3 separate regions of the Rattus norvegicus genome follow, and regions 2 and 3 are each linked to region 1. Evidence: chromatin contacts called from public Hi-C data. All regions are on one chromosome and are shown on one strand. Each heading gives the region's core, a stretch centred on a gene start, on an enhancer-like site or on the middle of the called end of the contact. The rest is flanking DNA. Distances are from core to core; before and after follow the strand shown.

What was found. A called contact is a pair of places that touch in the nucleus more often than the background predicts.
Region 2: a contact with region 1 is called in a Hi-C map of the A7r5 cell line, with 5 times the contacts expected there. The contact joins the enhancer-like site here to the promoter of Ankrd40 in region 1. A contact is called at or near these places in 2 of 12 Hi-C or Micro-C datasets (the A7r5 cell line and psoas muscle) and 1 of 1 datasets of contacts at active chromatin or transcription factors (oligodendrocytes).
Region 3: a contact with region 1 is called in a Hi-C map of hepatocytes, with 1.9 times the contacts expected there. The contact joins the promoter of Spata20 here to the promoter of Ankrd40 in region 1. A contact is called at or near these places in 12 of 12 Hi-C or Micro-C datasets (the A7r5 cell line, the Rat2 cell line, Schwann cells and 7 more) and 1 of 1 datasets of contacts at active chromatin or transcription factors (oligodendrocytes).

What each region holds. Positions count from the first base shown.
Region 1 is chr10:79,777,268-79,781,440 of GRCr8, reverse strand. It overlaps Ankrd40 (ankyrin repeat domain 40), which reads right to left and starts at 2,475. Exons shown (of 5, transcript NM_001134699.1): 1 at 2,139-2,475. The coding sequence starts at 2,272. LOC134480857 (a long non-coding RNA gene) reads left to right here and starts at 1,364. Exons shown (of 3, transcript XR_010055747.1): 1 at 1,364-1,948; 2 at 3,310-3,446.
Region 2 is chr10:79,573,712-79,577,884 of GRCr8, reverse strand. It overlaps Spag9 (sperm associated antigen 9), which reads right to left. Exons shown (of 30, transcript NM_001108290.2): 30 at 3,176-4,173. Among named protein-coding and RNA genes, the nearest start is that of Tob1, 84 kb to the left of the region's middle. Within about 2 kb of position 1,989, at least 6 of the 93 cell types and tissues checked have an H3K27ac peak or open chromatin away from gene starts, as enhancers often do. A contact at or near this core is called in the A7r5 cell line, where this site is marked.
Region 3 is chr10:79,929,227-79,933,399 of GRCr8, reverse strand. It overlaps Spata20 (spermatogenesis associated 20), which reads left to right and starts at 2,150. Exons shown (of 16, transcript NM_199402.1): 1 at 2,150-2,288; 2 at 2,398-2,577; 3 at 2,677-2,741; 4 at 2,852-3,006; 5 at 3,081-3,224; 6 at 3,338-3,539; 7 at 3,905-4,035; 8 at 4,123-4,173. The coding sequence starts at 2,212.

The DNA of each region.
Region 1 (4,173 bases), core at 1,226-3,725:
GTCTAGAACCCAGGGTGTGCTGTTGTTCCAGAAAAGCAAGGAGACCAGGGGAATGGGAAGAAGTGAACAAGGAAGCAGGTCTCAAGAGATGAGGCCCAAAGGTCAGGGAAAAGAATGCAAATTGGCTTCTTCTCAGAGTAATATGGGAGCCATTAGAGGACTTTGAGTGTGATAAGCCAACTGTTCCACAGTCGGGGCAAGGCTGTATGTAGTATAAGCAAGTAGACTAGTAAGGATGTTAGAGGGAGACTATGGAACTATCCTGCATCCCAAATGGTGCTGGCTTTGTATCACAGTGTGGTGCTTGTGAGTGGTAGCCAGATCCTATCTGAACACAGAGGCAGCAGAACTGGCTGACAGTATGTGGTTTGTGAAGGGAAGACAGGGACCAAGGACAGTGCCAAGCTTTACGGTCCGGTCATATAAGAGGGCGAGCTGAGAAGAACTGAAAGCATTAGGCCAAGAGCATAAAGTGGGATAAAGGGAATCTAGGAATTCACTCTTGGACTGGATTGATTGCAGTTGGAATTAAATCTATAGGAAGCCTCATCGGGTTACTTCAAAATCACCTGGCATCCACTGGGTATCTAGCACTTGGTGGGCACTGTGCCGAGGGCATCAGATGTTGGATTCACTTTTCAGCTCTAACAGACAAGTCAGGGCTAACATTCGCACGGAATTACTAAATCCCAAATTTAGTAACTTAGGAGCACTTGGAAAACTGGATGGTTTAATTTTCCTTGGGTCTCAGTTTCTTTATCTTTAAGATGGAGAAAGATAACAATGTCCCCAGATAGTCCTGAGGTAAGCCAAGTGTTTATAACCACATTTGTGCCATAGAGCAAGTTCAGTACATGGCAGCTACTTACTATCCCTCATCTCAATAAACACTAACAACACTTCTGAAATAACTGGGAAACGAAATGACTCAACCAAGACTTCACAGCAGGGCGGACAGGCAGACCCTGCAGCAGGACCAGGCTCAGTATTCTGTACAGCACTGCCCCCCAGTGCCAGAATAGAAATTCACAGCTATCGGATGCCAGGGAAGGCAAACACTACTACAAGTGTTTTTTGCCTGCAAACGCTTCAAAATAGACAAGAAATTAGTGTCCACTGTCTCCTAGCTGTGGACAGCTACCGAGCTAGTTTCTTTAGGGAAAGGACCCGGGTAGCTTTCTTAGGAAATAAGGAAACCTCATTTCTGACTCTGTTACCATACCGAAAATTGTGCAACCAGGGCAAGACACTCTCTGGGGTTCAAATGATCTCCTGCGCCCTTTCCATTTCAAAATGTATGACTCGATTTACAGGGGAGTGGGGTGGGAGGGTTAAAACTCACTTTAACTTTAAACTAGTAAACGAGGCTAGATAAGCATTACCTGGATTAAATAAAAAAAATGTAAAATGTCAAAAAGGGTTTTAAAAAACACGCACTCAGTAACTTGGAACCAAAGACATGAGACAGACCCCGGATTTAATTGGGAAGGAGGCAAATCTGCAGGCAGACATCTAAAGCCTTGGGTGAATTTCTCTATTGGAAATTGTACTAAGAAAACAAAACATTCTACAGGGCAAACAAATGAGTCTCCCCTCAACAGGCAGCTGTAGGCAACAGCCAATCACTGTGGTATTGAAACAACAGAGGCAAAATTATTATGCAAGTGGTGGGGGTTTTGTAGTTGTTTCTTTCCTCCTGGTCTTGGCTAAAGAAATCGTGCTGGTTTTAAGATTGGCATTTGCTGGGTTGCTTATGCTTTCATCTCTGCACGAAGTGTTCTTCAGAAGCGCCCATGGCAAAATAATTCAAGCTTGATGAAATCCAGAGCAGAGTCGCTGAGAATCAAAGCCTCTAGCATCACCATTTGGGCCAAGTTAGCCAGGGGGCGCGGGGGCTGGCGTGGGCTCCAGTGTCCCAGAGGGCGCTGGCCGCAGTGAACCACAGAAGGTATGTATTTGGGAAGGATGCGCTCCTAACTGCACGAGGCAATTGGGGGTAGGGCTAGTCTGGAAAGGGCACAACCTGCGAGGCCTGAGGTACCAGGCTTCACCTTAGCCTGCGTCCTGGGTCACGGCTGACTGCTCCACGCCCCGAGCTAGCAGCCCTGTACCCTAGGCCTCCCCCGCTCGCCACTTACCAGCCGTTGACCTCATTTTGGGAGTTCACATCCACCCCGCTCTCCACCAGTTTCTGCACCTCCCGAATGTCCCCCAAGGCCGCTGCCTCCCGCAGCCTCTCCTGCTGCTCCTTCTGCTCTAGGAGGGCGCTCATCTTCCCCAGGGCCCCGGGCCCCCGGCCGCCCCGCCCTGAGCCTGTCAGCGCCGCCGCCGCCTCCGCGGCCCGCTCCCGGCCATGGGGAGGGAGCGCCGGGCTCGCCCGCCCCACTCGCGCCTCCGCCCGCGCCCGGCCCGGGGCCTCGTGCTCCCTCCCGCCCACCGGCAGATCCCCAGCTGCTCGAGGCCCGCAGGCCCAGGCCTCCACCCCCGCCGCGCCTCCGAAGGCCGGCTCCGGGGGACCCTATTCAGTGTGACAACATTGACCCAGATACTTTTCGTTCCCACCCGCGGCCCCGCCGCCCCGGCCCGCTGTTTATGTAACCACTGCACTGGATTATCTGCTGTGATTCATTGGCTATTTTTAGACCTCCCACCCCACAGCTTCCAGCGAGGAGGACAGACACAGGAATAGTTGGGGGGGCGGAGGGACCCGACATGTTTGAGAGCCAGAAAAGCCGTATCCTCTGGAGCAGGCTGTTTAGTAGGCATTAAAAATAATTGGTGGGTTTCCACCCCCACTCCCCCAAGTTTGGTTAGCTCTTTTTCTATCTGAGTCAATTTTTACCCAGTAGGACGGGAAATGGGCTGAAAACGATCCCACTATAAAATATGCCCATTATTTGCAGAGATTAGATGACACTGTTCTTATTTTTGTCAGTGCTTGGGACCATTCAGCTAGAATTACTTCAGTTATTGTTTTATTTTTACCCCTTATCGTTTTTAGACAGAAATTCTTCCAACTTGGCTTTCATGAAAATTAACGTTGCTTCTGGTTTATAAAATGAAACTCATTATAGCTTTTAAATTATAATTATTCTCGGAGTCATGTAAGGAAAGACGACCGGGAGTGGGGGTGGGGTGCTTAGTCATCCGGGTCCTGATCCTGGGCACTGAGGGTAGAGCTATGGGGTGTTCATAAACAGCGGTGTGCAGTACTCCTTGCCTAATCTAGTTAATGATGTTCAGAGCCTTTGATGGCACTGTTCTACTACCCATTGGGAGAAACAGAAAATATTATTTTGCTGAGCCCAGGTGCCTTGGAGAGATCCCTGATGTGGCACTGGTGAGAACTTTGCAGATGGGGTGAGAAGATTAAGGGAAAACGCCCTGGGGAGGCAGAGAGGAGGGCCTGAACAAAGAGGAGATAAAACACCAAGGGATACATTTAGGTATGGAGTCTTTATTTGCATTTTTCGGGGCTGCCGAGGGCACACAGCATGCATTTGTCTTGTTACTGTTTAAGAAAAAGCAACGTCTGTTTATTAGCACACGGTAATTCACACAGCGCACACTGCACACCAGGAGTGATGAATAGCAACTGACTATAAACACTTAAATCTACCCCAGTGGCAAATTGGACCGCTGCTTGAGCTTATACTTTCGTTTGTTTCCCCAATTTAAATTTTAATTCTCAGATCCAGCATAGTACTCCATCTGAGGCTGATGTGAATGGCATTGAGACTCTATTAACACAATCTGAGGGACAATAAATAGCAATCTTTAAAGGGGGGGGCGGACAATTTACAAAGATCATAGTAGGCTGCTGTTAATAGCTTAATAGAAGAGTATTTACCCAAACAAAGTCCTGGGTTTCATCCTCCAAACTGTAAAAAACAAACAAACCATCAAAGTCAACAGCAGTACCCAAAATTTATGGTTTTTTTGTTTGTTAAATTTTCTTTCCTTAAAAGAATTCTATCTGGGCTGAAGAGATAAGCCAACAGTTAAGAGCACTTGTTGCCCTTGTAAAAGGCCCAGGATTTATTCTCAGCACCAGCATGGTGGCTCACAACCATCTGTAACTCTAGTTCCAGGAGATCTGATGCCCTCTTCGGACTGCTTCAGATTTAAGCACAAGCACACGCACGCGCAAACACCCTGGCAAAACACATGCAC
Region 2 (4,173 bases), core at 740-3,239, 200 kb after region 1:
ATGCTTCTAAAAATTCCTTAAGCCAATGTTTTTGTACCCATTTTAAAACCTGCTCACCTCCAAACCAGCCCTATGCTTGGATGCCTAGGCTGACTTGGTAGAGCTGAGCAAAGGTTTTCCTACCCCTAGTGAAGGGGTGAGGAGGAGAACCAGGGCAGTGAGAAAGCAAAGCACTGTGGGGGTAAGGAAGACCTTGAGCTAATAAGAGCCAAGAGGTCCAGGCTGCTGCCGCTCTTGGCTTCTGGCTCACTCGCACTTGCAAGGTTAACGCCAGCATGGCGCCCCCTTGTGCTGAAAGCGGAGAGTAGCCCGGTTTCTTCAAAGCACAGTGGGTCTTTTATCACCCATTCCTTTCCTGCTCTGGAAGAGGTGGGGTCTTGTAATCCAACGATTCTCCCTTCCTAAATTTCATCTCTCATCGTCATCTCAGGTAAAGAGGCCTAGGAAGAAGGCGTCTGAAGGTGTTGATACTTGCCCAGTTTCTGCCTGTCTCCAGGATTCCCCCAGGAAACACAAGTGCTGGAGATGCCCCCGAGTCAGTCAGTAAAGCCACCTGTTGGTAATAATAACAAACACACACACACACACACACACACACACACACACACGGGCCAAGGTCAGAAGATGACTCATAGGGGTCATTTTTCTCCTTCTATCATATGGACTGGGGACTGATCTTAAGCACCTTCCCCTACTGTGCCAGCTCACTGGTACCAAATCTCGGCATCCACCAAATCTCACCCGTGTTCAAAGCCTTACACTGCTGCTCCTAGTCCTTTGTGAAGACCTCTGGGCAGCTTCCCCACAGCTGCAGACCAAACCAAAGAGCATGAAAGGCCGGTAGCTGAAAATTCACTCTGCATTTTGGAACTCAAACCACAGACCTCTGTGTGGGATGAGGCAAAGGTCTAAGAAGGTAGGCTTGCTGACAAAGGCAACAGGAAGAAGAGATTGAGGCACCCGCACAACAGGACACGGGTGTCTTGCTAACTGCAGAGTCTCGGGGCGTCTGTGCCTGAGAAACCTGCTGACCTCTCCAAAGATGAAACTTTGCCTTCTTGCTTGGGAAGAGTGATGCTATGCTTTAAAATCCTATCAAAAGCATAGAAACCTTCTGGACCCCATCCCCCCCCCCCCAATTCCCTGTTGTACATATGATGTTAATTTTCCTTCGTTCTGGGTCAGTGCTCCACTCATGTACTGAGTTTGTTTCTTGTTATAAAGCATTATGAGCAACAGGTATCAAGTACGCTTGAATGGTATCTAAAAATGTCACCTTGACCATGCTTTGCATGCTTCTCTGTCTGCATAGGGAGGAAATTAGCTCTTAGATGTAAAATGTAGTAGTCTTCCTGTGTTTAACTTTCAGAATAACATTTGACTGGGACTCAAATGCAGATCTCAACCTCCATGTGCAGCAGCTCCATGCCCAGTTAATCTGCTTTCTCTAGCCACTGCAGTCCTTCTTATCTGTCAGATCTGTCTATCAAAAGACACGGCATTTTCTAAGGTCAGGCCTCTGGATAACACAGGGTCAGTAATGCTGTCCACAGAGGTTCTCTGCACATTGCCTATGAACTTGGAAAAACTAGATATCATAAAATATGCTAGGTATGAAGCTAATGACCCCTTCCCATAAAAACTATAAGGAATCGTCTTGCCAAGCAACACAGGCTTCATGAGGGGAAATACTGGGGTAGCATCAAGCTTACCCTATCCTAATCTTCAACTGGCCTTGAATCAGAAAATAAGGACCGTGAAGTTGAGATGGGGGAACCTCACAGAGCTAACCACACAAAGGGCAGAGAATGAAGGAAGCTTTGTCTCCTAGGAAACAAGATGTTTGGGACTCCAGCGAGGCTGCTCCATTCTCCTAAGCAAATGTTACCAACTTCAGAGTCAGAATCACCTGGGTAACTCTGAGATGAAAGCAGGAACAACCCTGTTGTGCAATGGCTCTCAGGGCAGATCATGGCCATACCTCCCCCTTCTGGCCAGATTGAGAACTGCATCTTATGGGCGAGACTGCTGTACCCAGAGTCTGGGCATATTTTGTCCTCCTCTATTTTAGGGCCTAGACTCAAATCACAACTCTTTATCTCTGTGGGTGGAAGCCGTTATGCTGCTTCCAGCTGGCCAAAAGAGAGCTAAACTATCTGGCTCCGTGTCTGCTTAGGTAAACTGGAAGTTCTTTAAGTATTCTAACCCTTCCTAACCCAACCCCATGGATGGCCAGGAACCTGCTGACAGGCAGTCTCTTACCCTGTGAGTTCAAGGCCAACCTACTGTGTGCAGCAAGCCCAGGCCAATAAGGGAGAGCCTGTTTTAAAAGAATAAAACAAAAAATAGAGGCCATTATTATTATTAAGAAGTGGTAATAGCAGCCTCTGTTAGCCATGATAGTGCAGATTCTAAATCCTAGCAGTAAGAGGGAAAGAATGTGAGTGTCTACAGTCTGAGGCGAGGAGGAGGAGGAGAAAAGGAAGAGGAGGGAAAAGGAAGAACTCCACTTCTGTTAAATTTTAATTTTTAAAATTATCCCCTGGTGTGTGTATGTGTGGGGGCAGGCCACATCCCAGGCAGATCACACACACACACACACACACACACACACACACACACACACACACACACACATGCGCGCGCGCGCCACGGTCAGAAGATGACTCGTAGGGGTCATGTTTCTCCTTCTATCATATGGACTGGGAACTGATCTTTAGCACCTTCCCTCACTGGCACCAAATCTCGGCGTCCACCAAATCTCGCCCATCTTCAATCAAATCACGTTGGTGTAACAATAAATGCGGCTGCACTAACCCATGCACTCACACTGTGCTACAATCATGGCGTCCTCTGTAATCATGCTCTCACATCTCTGAACAGTCTGTCTGTCTGTCAGGCGTGTCAGCGCGTCTTACCACGAGTGATAAACTGCAGGAAGGAGGCTCAGGGCAGGTCTCACTTAGCACTTCTGCCTGTCAACTAAATGCCCTCCTGACCAGTGCCATGTGTGTACTCAGGAGCCACAGACAGGTCTAAATGTCCCTAGTGCCAAACAACCATGATCTCGTTTCTCAGAAATGACGTGGTTTACAGGACATATTGCTGGACTTTCTGATAAAAAGCAAGTCTGGAGCCCCAAGAAAGATAAAAACAAAGCACACGAGACTTCACATATGTTTCATATACATATTTATATATATTTCATGTACAAAGTTACATTCCGAACCCCAGGGATTCCATAATAGAAATAAATACTGAAATAACTACATCGCTAAATGAGCTTTTACGCATAGAAACGAAGCCTTGGCCTCTAAAGACAGCAAATGGGACATTCTAGAACCCAATTTAATGAGGCAAGTAAAGTTCTGGATTTCTAGAATGAAAACAAATTTAGGACACAAACAGTTAAAACATATTCAAATATTGAGAAATATATGATAAAATTATTAATAAAACTTCATTTTTAAGAGAAAGACAATTAGTGTTACAGAATAGCACAACCCTGTTAGAAAAGCATTTATAATTTCAACATTTATTTCCTTTTTTCCCATCTTATAAAGTGGGATGCAATCAGCCTCTTTTCCAACATGATTAAGAAGAACCCAAATCTGGCCGAGTGCTTTGGTAATAGTCCTAATACTTACTAGGAAACAGATCTCCATTTCCATGGCATTTGCAAGACACACCTTCTCTGGAGGTTTGTTACAAAGGCTGCACATTAAGTCTCCTCTCAGCTCCAGAGGGTGAGAGTATATTCCAAACTTTCCACAGTAAACACACTCCACCCGCATAGAGGTGAGCTGCACTGCTCTGTGCTGAAGTGTTTTATACGCCACCCCCCAAGCTGCAGCTTGTAAGAGATACAAGTTTGGATCTACATGAGTTAGAGACAGATATTCTCAAAACTGAGTTCTAGAAAGCAGTCTCCCTCCTTTTGCTTCCCAGAAATTTAACCCGCACTTCCTATGGTGTTAGGTTGAGACACACAGTGCTGCTGTTTCTACAGACCAGCAATGGCAGTACACTGGTAATTCGTGGGGTTCAGCCTCATATATAACCCATATAACCCAGATGTAACAAAATGAGAACTCTTAGTGCTCTATTTTCTTCCTTTAAAAGTCAGTTTTGTTTTGTTTTTGCCTGTGAGGCTGCCTAGAGGCACTCGAGCCT
Region 3 (4,173 bases), core at 901-3,400, 150 kb before region 1:
CAGGGAGCTTAGCTGAGAAAATGTGTCCTCATCAGACTGACTTGTGGGCAAGCCTGGGGTGCATTTTCTTCACTGATGATTGATGTTTGAGGGTGATCAGTGCCTGCCACCCCTGGGTTAGTGGTCCTATGTACTAGAAGGCAGGCTGAGCAAGACATGGAGAGCATTCCTCCGTGGCTTCTGCTGCAGTTCCTGCCTTGAATTTCAGCCCCGACTTCCCCTTTGATGATGGACACAGGACTGTGATGGGGAAGTATAAGGTGAAATAAACTCCTTTCTCCCCAAGTTGCTTTTTGGTCATCGTGTTTCATCACGGCAATAGCAAGCCACGCCAGCTCCTATCCACATTCATTAGCTATCCTTTCACTCTACCCTCCAGCTGTGCTAGCCTTCTACTGTTCTTCAGTCCCAAATCCCTCACCTGCTACAGGACCTTTACACAAGCTGTTCCTTCTGCTGCTTCTCTCACTTCCTGCAAGTTCTCTCTCATTCTTTATAGCTACCCCTCAAATAGAACTTCCTATGCAGAGCTTTTCCCCCATGTCCCTTTTACAGGATCAAGTCTCTTGCTAGATTATACCCGTTCACGGTACTTGTCACAGTGTGTAGACAATTCCCTAGTTGTGAGTAAAGGGTAGGGAGGAGCGTATTGGTGTTCAATGCTTGGCATAGTAGTAGACAGCAGAGGACACTAGGCACTGGCTGAGTAAAATGAATGAACCAAGCAAATAGAGCATGAAGTAAGGACACATTGGCTCAGTGTCATCATTCAGAAGGCTTCCTGGAGTGGGTGGGTTCTAAGGAGGGCCTTGAGAGCGGTAGGCTGAATTAAGCAAATCCTGGCCGAGCAAATCCTTCAACGGGAGCCTCATTTCCCGCTTGTAAAAGGGAAAAGAGCTAGCGAAAGTATTGGATGCTGTGAGGGTCCCTCTTCTTGCCAGCACTTTAAATGGAACCCAGTTTATTTTGCTCGAATTTTAGGCGCTGAGACGGTTGGATCTTCAAAGGCACGGCAGTATTTCCGCGCTCTACCGCCGAGCGGCGCTCGGAGACCAGCCACAGGGCCAGAGACTTGGCGAAGACCCGGCTCCGGGTCCGCCCTTTGAAGCCTATAGCCCGATTTGGAGCAGTCGTACTGAGAGTGTGGGACTGTCTGGGCCCCAACCTCCGGTCACCCCACTGTGGGGTTGGGCCCTCCCGTTAGCCGAAGGTATGGGCTAGTCACTACAATATGCCTGGCGCCTGCGGGGGGTTGGGGAGGGTCTTTCAGGCACGGTGCCATGTCTGCTTGGATCCCTCTGCATGAAGGCTCCTTTTCTTCCCCCTCCCTTCTTATCTGCTGCAGTATTGCCAGATCAGGCTAGCTCTTTGACTACCTTAACACTACCTCCAGAAAGCCTTTCTAGAATGACGTGTTGTCCACAGACCCCTCTCTTGAAGCACCTTGCATCCTGTTAGAGTCTCATGTTGCTGCACTGGCCTGTTATTATTTAGCTGAGTTCCCAGGTTGAACTCCCTAAGACAGGCCTATTTGATTCTGAGTGTTCCCCCTTTCCCTCTTTTCTTTTTCTTCTTCTTCTTCTTCTTCTTCTTCTTCTTCTTCTTCTTCTTCTTCTTCTTCTTCTTCTTCTTCTTCTTCTTCTTTTCTTCTTCTTCTTCTTCTTCTTCTTCTTCTTCTTCTTCTTCTTCTTCTTCTTCTTCTTCTTCTTCTTCTTCTTTTCTTCTTCTTCTCCTTCTCCTCCTCCTCCTCCTCCCCCTCCTCCCCCTCCCCCTCCTCCTCCCCCACCCTCTTCTTTCTCATCTCTCTTCCCCTCTTTCCCTCTCTCTCCCCTCCCGTGTGTGTGTGTGTGTGTGTGTGTGTGTGTGTGTGTGTGTGTGTGTCACAAGACTTGGTCCTTCAGAGTGCTCCATTTGGAGCTCTTGGCTAAGTAGTTCCTGCCTACTTCTGGCTGTTCCTCACCTGGTCCAGTCCTGGACCCAATTCCTTTTGATCTATCTAGACACTGGCAGTAGCCACTCCCTTTCCAGGTTACCCTCATGCATACTAGGGATGCCTGCAGTGCAACCAATCCAGGGAGGGGCCCTCCGTGGGTGATAGAACAGAGCTGGATGGACCATTCTACTCATTATGACCCTCTCTGACCTCACAGATACCCTTCCTACCGCCAAGTCCGAGAAGCTGGGGGAGACTAACCTGGCAGGGAGCCCCCAATGAGCCACCATTCCCCACCACCCCCAAAACATAAGGGGGAGCACAAAGGCCACGGTCTCCCCCGTGGTTCAGAAAGGTGGGCTGGACTGGGAGTGGAAATCTTTGAGTTTGGGTGACCATTAAGCTGATTTGGGAAGGTAAAGGGGAAGTGGTCTTCATTCGTGTGACCTATCTGCCCACATTAGGGGCAGCTCCTCCCGGGACAAGGACCGAAGTGCTTCAGTTAGTAATTCTGTGCCCATGCCTGCTGGAGGAAAGGCAAGTCGGACTAACTGTCCTCCACCTGCACCTCAGAAGACTGCCAATCGACTGATCAATGAGAAGTCTCCATACCTCTTACAACATGCCCACAACCCGGTGGATTGGTGAGCGCTATCCCAGGGTTTCCCTTGAAGCATCTGGGGTCCCTAATCTTCCAAGACTCCCTAGGCTACTGAGTGACGTCTTCTTCATGTTGGGTCTAGGTACCCCTGGGGACAGGAAGCCTTCGACAAGGCCAAAAAAGAAAACAAACCAATTTTTCTCTCAGGTATACACCCACTGTTACCGGGATGGGGTTTGGGGACAGGCAGGGGGTTGGGGCGAGTCCTTTGGGTCCCGGGGTCCTCTTTCTGCCCTCCTGTCCCTTTTCTATCCTAGTGGGGTACTCCACCTGTCACTGGTGCCACATGATGGAGGAAGAATCCTTCCAGAATGAAGAGATAGGGCACCTGCTCAACGAGAACTTCGTCTCCGTGATGGTGGACAGAGAGGAGAGGCCAGACGTGGACAAAGTGTACATGACTTTTGTGCAGGTGAGACAGCCCTGTGATGGTCTTGTCACACCTGTGCATGGCAGCTCCCCTGATCCTGGCCCTCCCTCTTTCAGGCCACCAGTAGTGGAGGAGGCTGGCCAATGAATGTGTGGCTGACCCCCAGCCTCCAGCCATTTGTTGGGGGCACCTACTTCCCACCAGAGGATGGTTTGACTCGAGTTGGCTTCCGAACAGTGTTGATGAGAATCTGTGATCAGGTGGGTGGATGCCAGGGAGAAAAGGTACCAAAGTGCAGGCTGAGGGACTATGGGGAGCCCCCCCACCCCACCCCATGTGTACTGACCTCCACATGTGTGCTCACCTCCTCTAGTGGAAACAGAACAAGAACACCCTTCTGGAAAACAGCCAGCGTGTCACCACAGCCCTGCTGGCCCGATCTGAGATCAGCGTGGGTGACAGACAGCTTCCGCCCTCCGCTGCCACCATGAATAGCCGCTGCTTCCAGCAGTTGGATGAGGGATATGATGAGGAGTATGGTGGCTTTGCTGAGGCCCCTAAGTTTCCCACACCTGGTCAGTGACCTCTGGCCCTGCCCTATCTAATGACCATCTAACTTAGTTAAGTGACCCAGTGCCTTTGGTCTCTCTCTCTCTCTTTTTTTTTTTTTCTTTTTTTGGGTTCTTTTTTTCGGAGCTGGGGACCAAACCCAGGGCCTTGCGCTTCCTAGGCAAGCGCTCTACCACTGAGCTAAATCCCCAACCCCATCTTTGTTCTCTCTTGTATGGCTGGGTTGCTCTCTGGTCCCCTGTGGGCCAATGGTATTCTGACCTCTGACTCAGACAATGGCCTGTGTCCTCTAAGTGGATGGTAGAAGTTCCCATCTTCCAATCTGACAGATACTGCCTGGCCCTCTTACCCTCTCCTTCCTGCTCCACAGTGATTCTGAACTTCCTGTTCTCCTATTGGCTCAGTCATCGGGTCACCCAGGATGGCTCCCGAGCTCAGCAGATGGCTTTGCACACCCTGAAGATGATGGCCAACGGAGGCATCCGGGATCATGTGGGGCAGGTGAGGGCAGGCCAGGTTCCCTGGAGGGGCAGCAGGCCTAGTAACAGAGACTGAGATCAGACTAGCCTAACATCCTGCCTGGCCCAGGGCTTTCACCGCTACTCCACGGACCGACAGTGGCACATTCCTCACTTTGAG